Regions from separate parts of the Anser cygnoides genome. Here region 2 is linked to region 1. The links are chromatin contacts, called in public Hi-C maps. All regions are on one chromosome and are shown on one strand. Each heading gives the region's core, a stretch centred on a gene start, on an enhancer-like site or on the middle of the called end of the contact. The rest is flanking DNA. Distances are from core to core; before and after follow the strand shown.

Region 1 (4,327 bases), core at 559-3,058:
TTAAAAGAACAGATTCTGTCCTTCTGTGCAATCACAAGTTATGTCATATTGTCCTTTTCCACAAATCCCAAACTTCAGCTGATACAGTAAATCAACTTTTAAGAGCATAAAATCATGTTTACAGCAGAACATCACTACTCTGGAGCTTTCTATTCCAAATTATTATCTTGGCTAAGGTTGCAATTTACTCCTAGCACCAAATTCACCTCAAGAATATTTCTATTCCAGTCACATCCTTCAAAGGTATTCTCTTTTGTCATATAGCAAAATACTCCTTCTCAGTGAAAAACTTGAACACTATACCGGGAAAATATTTAAAGACATGGCAGGACAGCACCATGTTCTGCCTTTCCTTTAGTATTTGGCACTCTGGCATCGCCAGCCTGCACTAGGAAATTTCCAGTGAGATTTGAAAGGAGGGAATCACAATAAAATGGTGAGATCTTTGGTAGGTTATACAATGAAACATCCCTTATAGGTGTGTTAGTGGGGGCATTTCATGCTTTATCTATTTAGTTGGGTTTTTATTTATTTTAGCAGAATGTTTACTTAAAAAACTCCTTTAAAAGAGTTCCTTAATCATTGGAGAACTAACTGTATTTCTCTGGTGTCCCGGAAAAAACTGAGGCCAGTATTTCTGTGGCTGCCTTCTCAACACCTAATATCATGGATTTTATGCTCAACAGGTGCAAGGTACTTGCGTCTTTTAATTTTAAACCATTTTGCAAGATTTTTATTGGATTTAAAAGGAGGAGGAGGACATAACTGGAGAGAGTGAGGATTTAAAGGCATATGAGAGGTTTTTAAAAAGATTCTGAATGTCTCACCAGTCTTACCATTAGTATTTGAACTAATTATTTTATGGAGTAACATGAACAGAGTGAGCCAGAAAATTTAGCAGCGTATATAATGCTGGTTGCTTCTATTCAAATCATAAGGGAAATTTTCATGTGAGGGAAGAACACCTGTGTTCAGTTCAACTCCATCTTCCCTTTCTTTGACAAGAACCTCCTAAGAGCTTTAAGCTTGCTGTAAGGTCACTCTGCTTGGATGCTAGTGTGTGAAACACATGTGGTTCATGTAGCATCAAATATTTAAGTGCTCATTAATTCAAAGAACAGGAGTGTGAGAACAATCCTCTGCCCCTTGGTTAGGACACGTCCTTGAGATCTGCTCCAGCTTTTCGCCTGCGTTAGTCTCTGTTTCATGTGCCCCAGCTGACAGCTGTTTGAGCACAGTGAGCTCAGTGAGAGATGCCACTAGCACTAGCTATTAGCATGGTTTCTAAGCTGGAAAGAGGTGGGTAAGGGGACAACCAGAATCCTAGCCACCTGACACAGATTAATTTGCATGTTTGCTTTAAGAGATGCCTGAAAAAGTACAAACAGAAGTCCGAACGGATATAGTTTTGTTTGTGTCAGAGAAAAGTATTTTATTCCTCCTAGACAGAATATGAGGAGGAGAAGTAGTTCCTCTCTAGTTTACCAGGAATACAGAAAATCAAATATTTGTATGGATCCTTAATTCAGCTTGCCCACATCTTGTTCACAGGAACAAGACAAAGGCAGGATGGATTACAAGAAAGCTCTTCTTTAATGGCACTATTGTTTTGGCAGTACCTGTCTGGGGCCCAGATTTGAGAGTGAAGAAGCTTTCTGTACTTCTTGTAGTTGCAAAAGTCAAGCTTGTCACCTACAGGACAAAATGTTAGGTGTATCACAGGATGACAAATGGCAAAGGGTGAGCGCCCTTGCACAGAGAGCAGATCTCCCCCTGCCAGCATGAGCTGTGCTGTTGATGTGGGTTACGTCAGGCGCAATGAATCATCTGGGAGACGCGGTCTGGCACAACCTAAAACAGAAGCCATAAGTACCATGTTCCTTCTACTTGGAAGCTCTGCCTTTAGTTTTTGTCTCGAGAAAAGAAGAAAGGAGTAGTTGGCAACGCTCGCAGTTTACAAAAAATAACCTGGCTCGTGTTAGAGAGGCAACACTTGGAGTTTTTTTCAGGGAGGGCAGAAGTCAAGGGAAGCGAGGAAGGCCCCGATCCGACCTGTGTGGGCGACAGGAGAAGGCAGTGAAGGCCGGAGGTCACCCAGGGAGGCCATCACCACCCTGCCCAGGCAGGTAGCCCCACCATGGCACGGCTCGGTGCCCAGCACCACCTCACTGGCACCCATGTTGGCCTGCAGCCCCGCTGGCCTGCCCCAGCCGCAGAAGCCAGGTGCCTGGGGAGGCCGAACTCAAGGCCTGCGGGAGACCGAAGATAATCATTAGCCAGAAAATCAGTCGAGTTCGTTGCTAAATCACCGGGAGGAGATAGCTCGTCTCTGAGTTTTATTTGCTAGAGATAACAGATCTAAGAGAAATAATCTGATGAAACATTTGAATCGTAGGTCAGGAACCAGCGTGGCGCTGAGGTAGGAGGGGTTATAAACCAGCCCCCAGCACCCTGCACAAACTGTTTGCCAGGCACTTTTTTTTTTTTTTTTCCCCCAGAGCCGTCCCAGCACCTTCTGGAGGAGACATTCCCACGGTTCAGCTGGACGCTTTCTGTTATATATTCCAAGGAAATGAATTCCAGGGGAATTTTAATACCAGTGCTATGTCTTTGTACACATAGTACAGTAACTGTAAGTTTCCTTCAGTCTGTGGCAAGTGAAAAAATTTGCTTAGTATTAAATACTAATTATACTATTAAATGCTATTAAATAAAAATACACTTTTTCTGCTTTGGCCCCTATCCTCATGACCCTTTCATTACCGCCTCAGTGACTGAGTGAATGGGGGGTTGTAAAAAGGAGGCTAACCTCCCCACAGACTACACCCATGCAATAGGTGAGCAGACACCCAGCCCTGCTCTGCTTCAAAATTACATTTGCAGCCTTGCCTACTTTGGTCTTTTTTTCAGGCTGCAGAAATAAAGACAAAGCACGGTGTGAGGGATGGCATGGGCCACTGCTACCAAACACTGGTACAATTTATTTTTGTCCAAATCCTCTTGGAGTGCAAAACCCACTGCACCATTCATAGTAGCTTTTTTAACATTGCTTGTGCTTCAGCTGAAGGTGAGGATCTCAGCAGAAGCAGTGCCATGGAGCACCCCAGGCTGGGGAAGCAGGGAATTCAAATCCCTCGAGGAAAGGCCAAAGATCCCCATTCAGCTATCACGCCACGCCATCCCAGCCCCACCACCAGGCTCCGGCTGAGGTCAGGGCAGGCAGAGCAAGGCAAGGCAGCTCGCAACCAGGCCCAGGTAAAAAGGGTTTTCACCCAACTTGGTTCAGCTGGAGGAGCAGGCACAGGACCTCTTTTATTATCCATCAGGCAGGAAGAGCAGTTTGTGAATGTGTTTTGAGCTCAGGGTGACCACAAAGGCCACCAGGAAGCCAAAGGGGCCAGAGAAGGAGATAGCCAGTATCTGTAGCTCAGCTACCAAAGCGCAAGCAGAGGGAATGACGGATTGTTGGGATTCTTCAAGGCCATAAGCACTTCCCTGCATGGCCAGCCTCCTGGGGAGAGCAGCTGTTTTCTGTTTTTTAAACTGATTTACTGCTGATAACCCCACCAAGCTTTAAGCTTTTGATGGTGGATGATGGTCAAACGCCCAGGAAAGAATGGAGGCTGGAAGAAAACGCCCCATCTTGCAAAACTCTAGGATGGCTCCACACACATGTTGAGGCACGGCCCAGGAAATGCTTTCTCCTGGGTGCTGGGGACCTGCACTCCACATGCCCTCCTTGGCAATCCTGCTGGGGACGGCCACGTCCTGCTTGCAGCCTGCTGGGTCATGCTTGTCAAGTCTTGTGTACTCAGGGAGGATTTGAAGGAACCATAACTCACCGCAGAGCAGTGTGGATACAGTCCCTGTCACTCTGGTATTTCAGCCCAAGCATAACCATGGTCTGTTATTTTTAGATAAGAAAATTACAGACTTCATTTTTCCTTTTGAAGCTAGAAGATAAGTGTCTAGGGCCAGTCCCAGTCCCAGGGTTACCTAGTGGTTGGATGCTAACCAGGCATTTCCATTAGTTTGGGTCTGTGCATTCCTCCCACGACCATTTTCAAAACACAGCTTCACTAGAAGCGATGCATTTAATCTGATGGATGCTTTGCCAGCACTAGCACATGCTGATAACATCTAAGTGTTGATAAAAGGTAGGGATTTTGTGTGTTTTCTTTTCCCTCAAAAGGCATCAGATGTGGCAGGCATGATGCCACTGCTCTCTGTGCTCATGGCAGTGACAGAGAAAACAGATTTCTTTTATGAAGTCACTCAAAATCCTTGGTTGAAATGTTGAATAAGTGCTAAATATTAATGTCTTCAC
Region 2 (4,378 bases), core at 1,453-3,952, 320 kb before region 1:
GACTGAATTAGTTGTAGCTGTAATGGAGATCAAACAATAGTGAAATATCTGAGGATATGGTTTAATCAAAAGGTGACTTTGGCAATTCTAGCTTAAGGACCTCTTTTATCCATTAACTGTCATCTGTTGCTCATTTTGCAGACCATAGACTCCTAAAACCACAAAAACTTAGTTTTCTTCAAAATACAAATCATGGTCTGCTGCCCAGGGAGGTGGTAGAGTTGCCATCCCTGGAAGTACTTAAGAGACTGGTGGACATGGTGCTTAAGGACATGTTTTAGTGGTGGGCTTGGTAGTGTTAGGTGATGGTTGGACTTGATGATCTTATGGGTCTTTTCCAAATTAAATGATTCTATTATTCTGTATTTTGGATAAGTCACTCCAAACCTTGTTGACAAAGTAAGCTGAATTCTATTTATCTTTTTTTTTTTTTTTGTCTTCGTATGTTAGGTATTCCAGGGCACTTATACTTTCTATTTCTTTATTACTTCTTTCTTATTCATTGTAATTTAGTCTAATGACCAACTTCATCTGTTGCTATTGATACCAGCAATTCTATAACAGTCAAAATGACTGCTCATGGAATTTTAGCTATTTTGGTGAGAAAACTATCTTGATAATGCAAGAGTTTGTAATTTGTTGTAATTGATTATATTATAGGAAAACGGTTGACTGAGGATCCATCAAGTATAATTTCACCAGCAGAGATTCAATTACATAGTTAGAGAAGAAGCAAAAGAATAAAACTAGGAGATGAGTCACTTTCATACAATATTTCCCCCCAAACTTTGAAAAGGATACCAAGTATAGATTAAACCAAAATGAAATTTTATTCCATACCTTTTATCTGTTCAATGAATCTCAAAGTACCATTTGGATGGGCTGAAGAATACTCCCTGACCCAGACATGGAGCAGATCGCTTTCATTTCCACTGTGATAGAAATAGAATTGCAAACACTGAAAGTCTCTTTTGGGATACAGAATTCGGCTCTCCAGGAGTGCTGCGCTTCCCTGTGTGACAGCACTGGTATTGAAATGCATGAAGTAGCCAGAACCTGTCAAAATTAAAAAAGAATGGTAGAGGAGAGTGAAAACGAATTTGTCCTGGTGCACATGTATTCTTAACATCATATCGTGATAATGCTACAAGACAGTAAATTTAGGGTTACAGTAAGCTAGATCCTGTCTAAATCTTCAGACTGAGGGCTGTTACTTGTTCATGTTCTTCAGGGGCAGAACTGTTCTCCTTGGAACTCTATTTTTCTCTTTTTTTTTTCTTTTTTTTTTGGCTGTCTCTAGAAATTTGTACTCAAAAGCATGGGTGCTCTCGTTTAACTGTTCACCCAGAGCCAGTAATTCACAGTTGATATTCTCTCTGGAGGACTGGTTTAAGCTCCTGAACTCACAGTTTTCTTTGACAAGTTAGGAAACAGCTGGCTACATTCTTTCATTCTTTTCATCCCAGAGCAGAGCAGGCTGAGGGGAGGCCTCATGGCGGCCTGCAGCTCCCTCACGAGGGGAGCGGAGGGGCAGGCGCTGAGCTCTGCTCTCTGGGGACAGCGACAGGACCCGAGGGAACGGCATGGAGCTGGGACAGGGGAGGGTCAGGCTGGGGGTTAGGGAAAGGTTCTGCACCCAGAAGGTGGTCGGGCACTGGGACAGGCTCCCTGGGGCAGTGGTCACGGCACCGAGCCTGACTGAGCTCAAGAAGCATTTGGAAAACACTCTCAGACACACGTTCTGATTTTTGGGTGGTGCTGTGTGGAGCCAGAAGTTGGACTCAATGATCTTTGTGGGTCCTTTCCACCTCAGGACATTCTGTGGTTCTACAATTCCATGATTCTCTGTGGATTGCTCACCTGAGCCCTGATAACATACGTAATTGCTAAATACCAATCCTCTCCAAAAATTTACTGAGCAGTTGTTCAGAAAAGCAGCAGTCTTTCTGATGTGCCTGTACCATAGGTTAGAACACTTTACATAATTCTCTTGTGAGGATGTGACACTGAGATTAAAGAACAGATCAAAAGAGATAAGAACATTGAATTTTCTCTAATAAGCAGAAAACAGAATGTGTCACATGGCGTCCCTAACTATACAGTTTTATATTGCTTGGTTCAAAAGTTAACCGTAGTCTGTCAACAAATAAACATAGAACAAGGCCAAGAGCAAAGTCAACTCACTTGCCGTTGCAGAAAAAATTTCCCAGAGAGATAAGAACAGTGTTTTTTCGTACCTTCGCATTCTCCCATGTTAGTATGATCAGTATGAGGCCCAGTAGGAACCTGAGACAAACGCTGCCAATCGCTGCTATCATCTGAACTTTGAATCATGCCACAAATATTTTCAAGTTCAAAACTGCATGTGTCCATGAAACTTAGGGAGGAGGCTATAATATTAAATAAATAAATAAATAAATATAATAAAAGCATGAATCTCTGTTACACGGCACACATTTAGTACAAGATATTCGAAGTCAAGAGCAGAGACAGACTAAGAAATGCAAATACAAAATAATCAGTGGCTTCAAATACCATCAGCATTCATACATATAAAGTTCAGGAACTCAAAGCATTTGGCAATTAACATTGACTTTAATAAGATGTCATCGGGACCACTCTGGGCACTTAGCAAGCACAGGAGGCTGCCAGCTAATTATCATATGATATCTTTTATTTTTAAAAGGAACACTAACACCAGCCCTGACATATCAACATTCACATAGCCAAAAGGTCTGAGGACTTCCCATTCATTCCTCTGCTTTCTTTAGGTTGTGATACATGGTCACAGCTTTTGGTAAAGTTTCACTAACTTACCTACTGGAGCACTTATTTTGAAATACAGTACAGCAACAGCATTTCACTGCAATGAGCAATTGCTCATTCTGCTTGATTTTCAAAATGCAGAATTGGAAAAACATTTGGTAAAGGTACATTTGAGAGTGGTGGATATCTCATCTCAAACAAATTTTGAAGATCTGGTTTGCATATTAACAAGTCAAAAATAAAGTGATGGAAGACTGCCGTTGACTAGGAAAGGGAAAATACTGTATGAAATGTTTTCTCTGTTTAAATCAAACTCTGGATGAGTAAAAGAAGACACAGACCCACAGTCCAGGTTTATCCCTATTCTTAGATTTCTTTCCCGTTGTACTACAACTGAGTTCTGTGTAACACCAGCTATGATTTGAAAATAACTAAGTTAATAAAATGTTTCATGATGATTGCTTTTCAACCTATGTATAAAATATTGTGTTGGGTTTAAAGGTTTCATTGCACCACAAAAAAAGGACCTTGAGTATCACAAAAATCAATCTCAATGGCATGCCAAATGTTTCACTTAGGCTGTAGCTCAGGGAAGCACTTAAATTTGAACTGCTGCCAAATTACTTGCACTGCTGAGCTATTTTGTACTGTCCTCATAGAAAGCTAACAATACTCTATAAGATAGCAATGATATCAGAAGTGTTGTATAACTGATACTTTTTAAGATACAGTATTTGTGCAATGCTGTAAAAAAATAAAAATAAAAATAAAACAAGGAAAGATTTTCATGGTAAATGTTATATTGAAGGTTGGAGAAAGAATATAAATAAAAAACAGCAAAGGTGTCAACAAGAAAGCAAAAAGAATTGTGAATTATTAAATGAAAGAACTCTTTGAAATCAAAACATGAAACAAAATATGAAACCAGTTTGCCCAAACAGGAAAGCTGTAGCCTAACTAATTAAAAAGTGCTGGCTGGCATGGCATGCTGAACTGAAGGACAAGAAGAGAGAAAAGCAAGACCCAACAGCATTCAATCCATTTCTTAGATTAATTAATGACACAGGAGAACGGCTTTTTGAACCTCATCTGCACTGAAAGACAGATACTTTCTCACTGTTTAGTGAAAGGCTGGACTGGAAGACAGTACATGGGGGGATGAGTGCTGAGTCCTAACTTCCAGTGGCTGAGGAACGTCATGATCTTTTCTGTTACATAATATGCTAGAAAGGGAAAACATTCTGAAATCTACCTTTATCATATGTCCTGAAGAAGAAATCAGAGCAGAACTAAAGTAGCAGTCAGGAATACTTATGCTGTTGGTTGTAGGTTGTTGGTTTTTGTTTGTTTGTTTCAGTTTAGGAACCAAGTTTTCAATTTTTAATGTCAATTCCTAACCTCAAAGTCCTTTAGCAGGAATTCAGCTTAAAGTTTTCCTAAAATCCTGCTCAGCAAAAAAAAAAAAGGAAATCTTTTGATTCCTCTGGGAGAACACCTGCCTGGCATTCTTGGTCTTTCCTCTAACCTGAAAGGATCAGTTTAGGAACTGGGTGGGTGAGGGCTGGGACCCATGAAGAACCTGTCCTCTATGGCACAGGGGCCATTGAGCAAG

The links. Hi-C and Micro-C count contacts between places; a contact is called where the count stands out from the background.
Region 2: a contact with region 1 is called in a Hi-C map of liver, with 2.6 times the contacts expected there. The contact joins two enhancer-like sites. A contact is called at or near these places in 2 of 7 Hi-C or Micro-C datasets (both in liver).

What each region holds. Positions count from the first base shown.
Region 1 is chr2:117,370,347-117,374,673 of Taihu_goose_T2T_genome, reverse strand. No RefSeq gene overlaps it. Among named protein-coding and RNA genes, the nearest start is that of B4GALT6, 62 kb to the left of the region's middle. Within about 2 kb of position 1,808, at least 3 of the 3 cell types and tissues checked have open chromatin away from gene starts, as enhancers often do. A contact at or near this core is called in liver, where this site is marked.
Region 2 is chr2:117,689,580-117,693,957 of Taihu_goose_T2T_genome, reverse strand. It overlaps MEP1B (meprin A subunit beta), which reads right to left. Exons shown (of 15, transcript XM_048049370.2): 9 at 2,238-2,390; 10 at 841-1,056. Among named protein-coding and RNA genes, the nearest start is that of MEP1B, 15 kb to the right of the region's middle. Within about 2 kb of position 2,702, at least 1 of the 3 cell types and tissues checked has open chromatin away from gene starts, as enhancers often do. A contact at or near this core is called in liver, where this site is marked.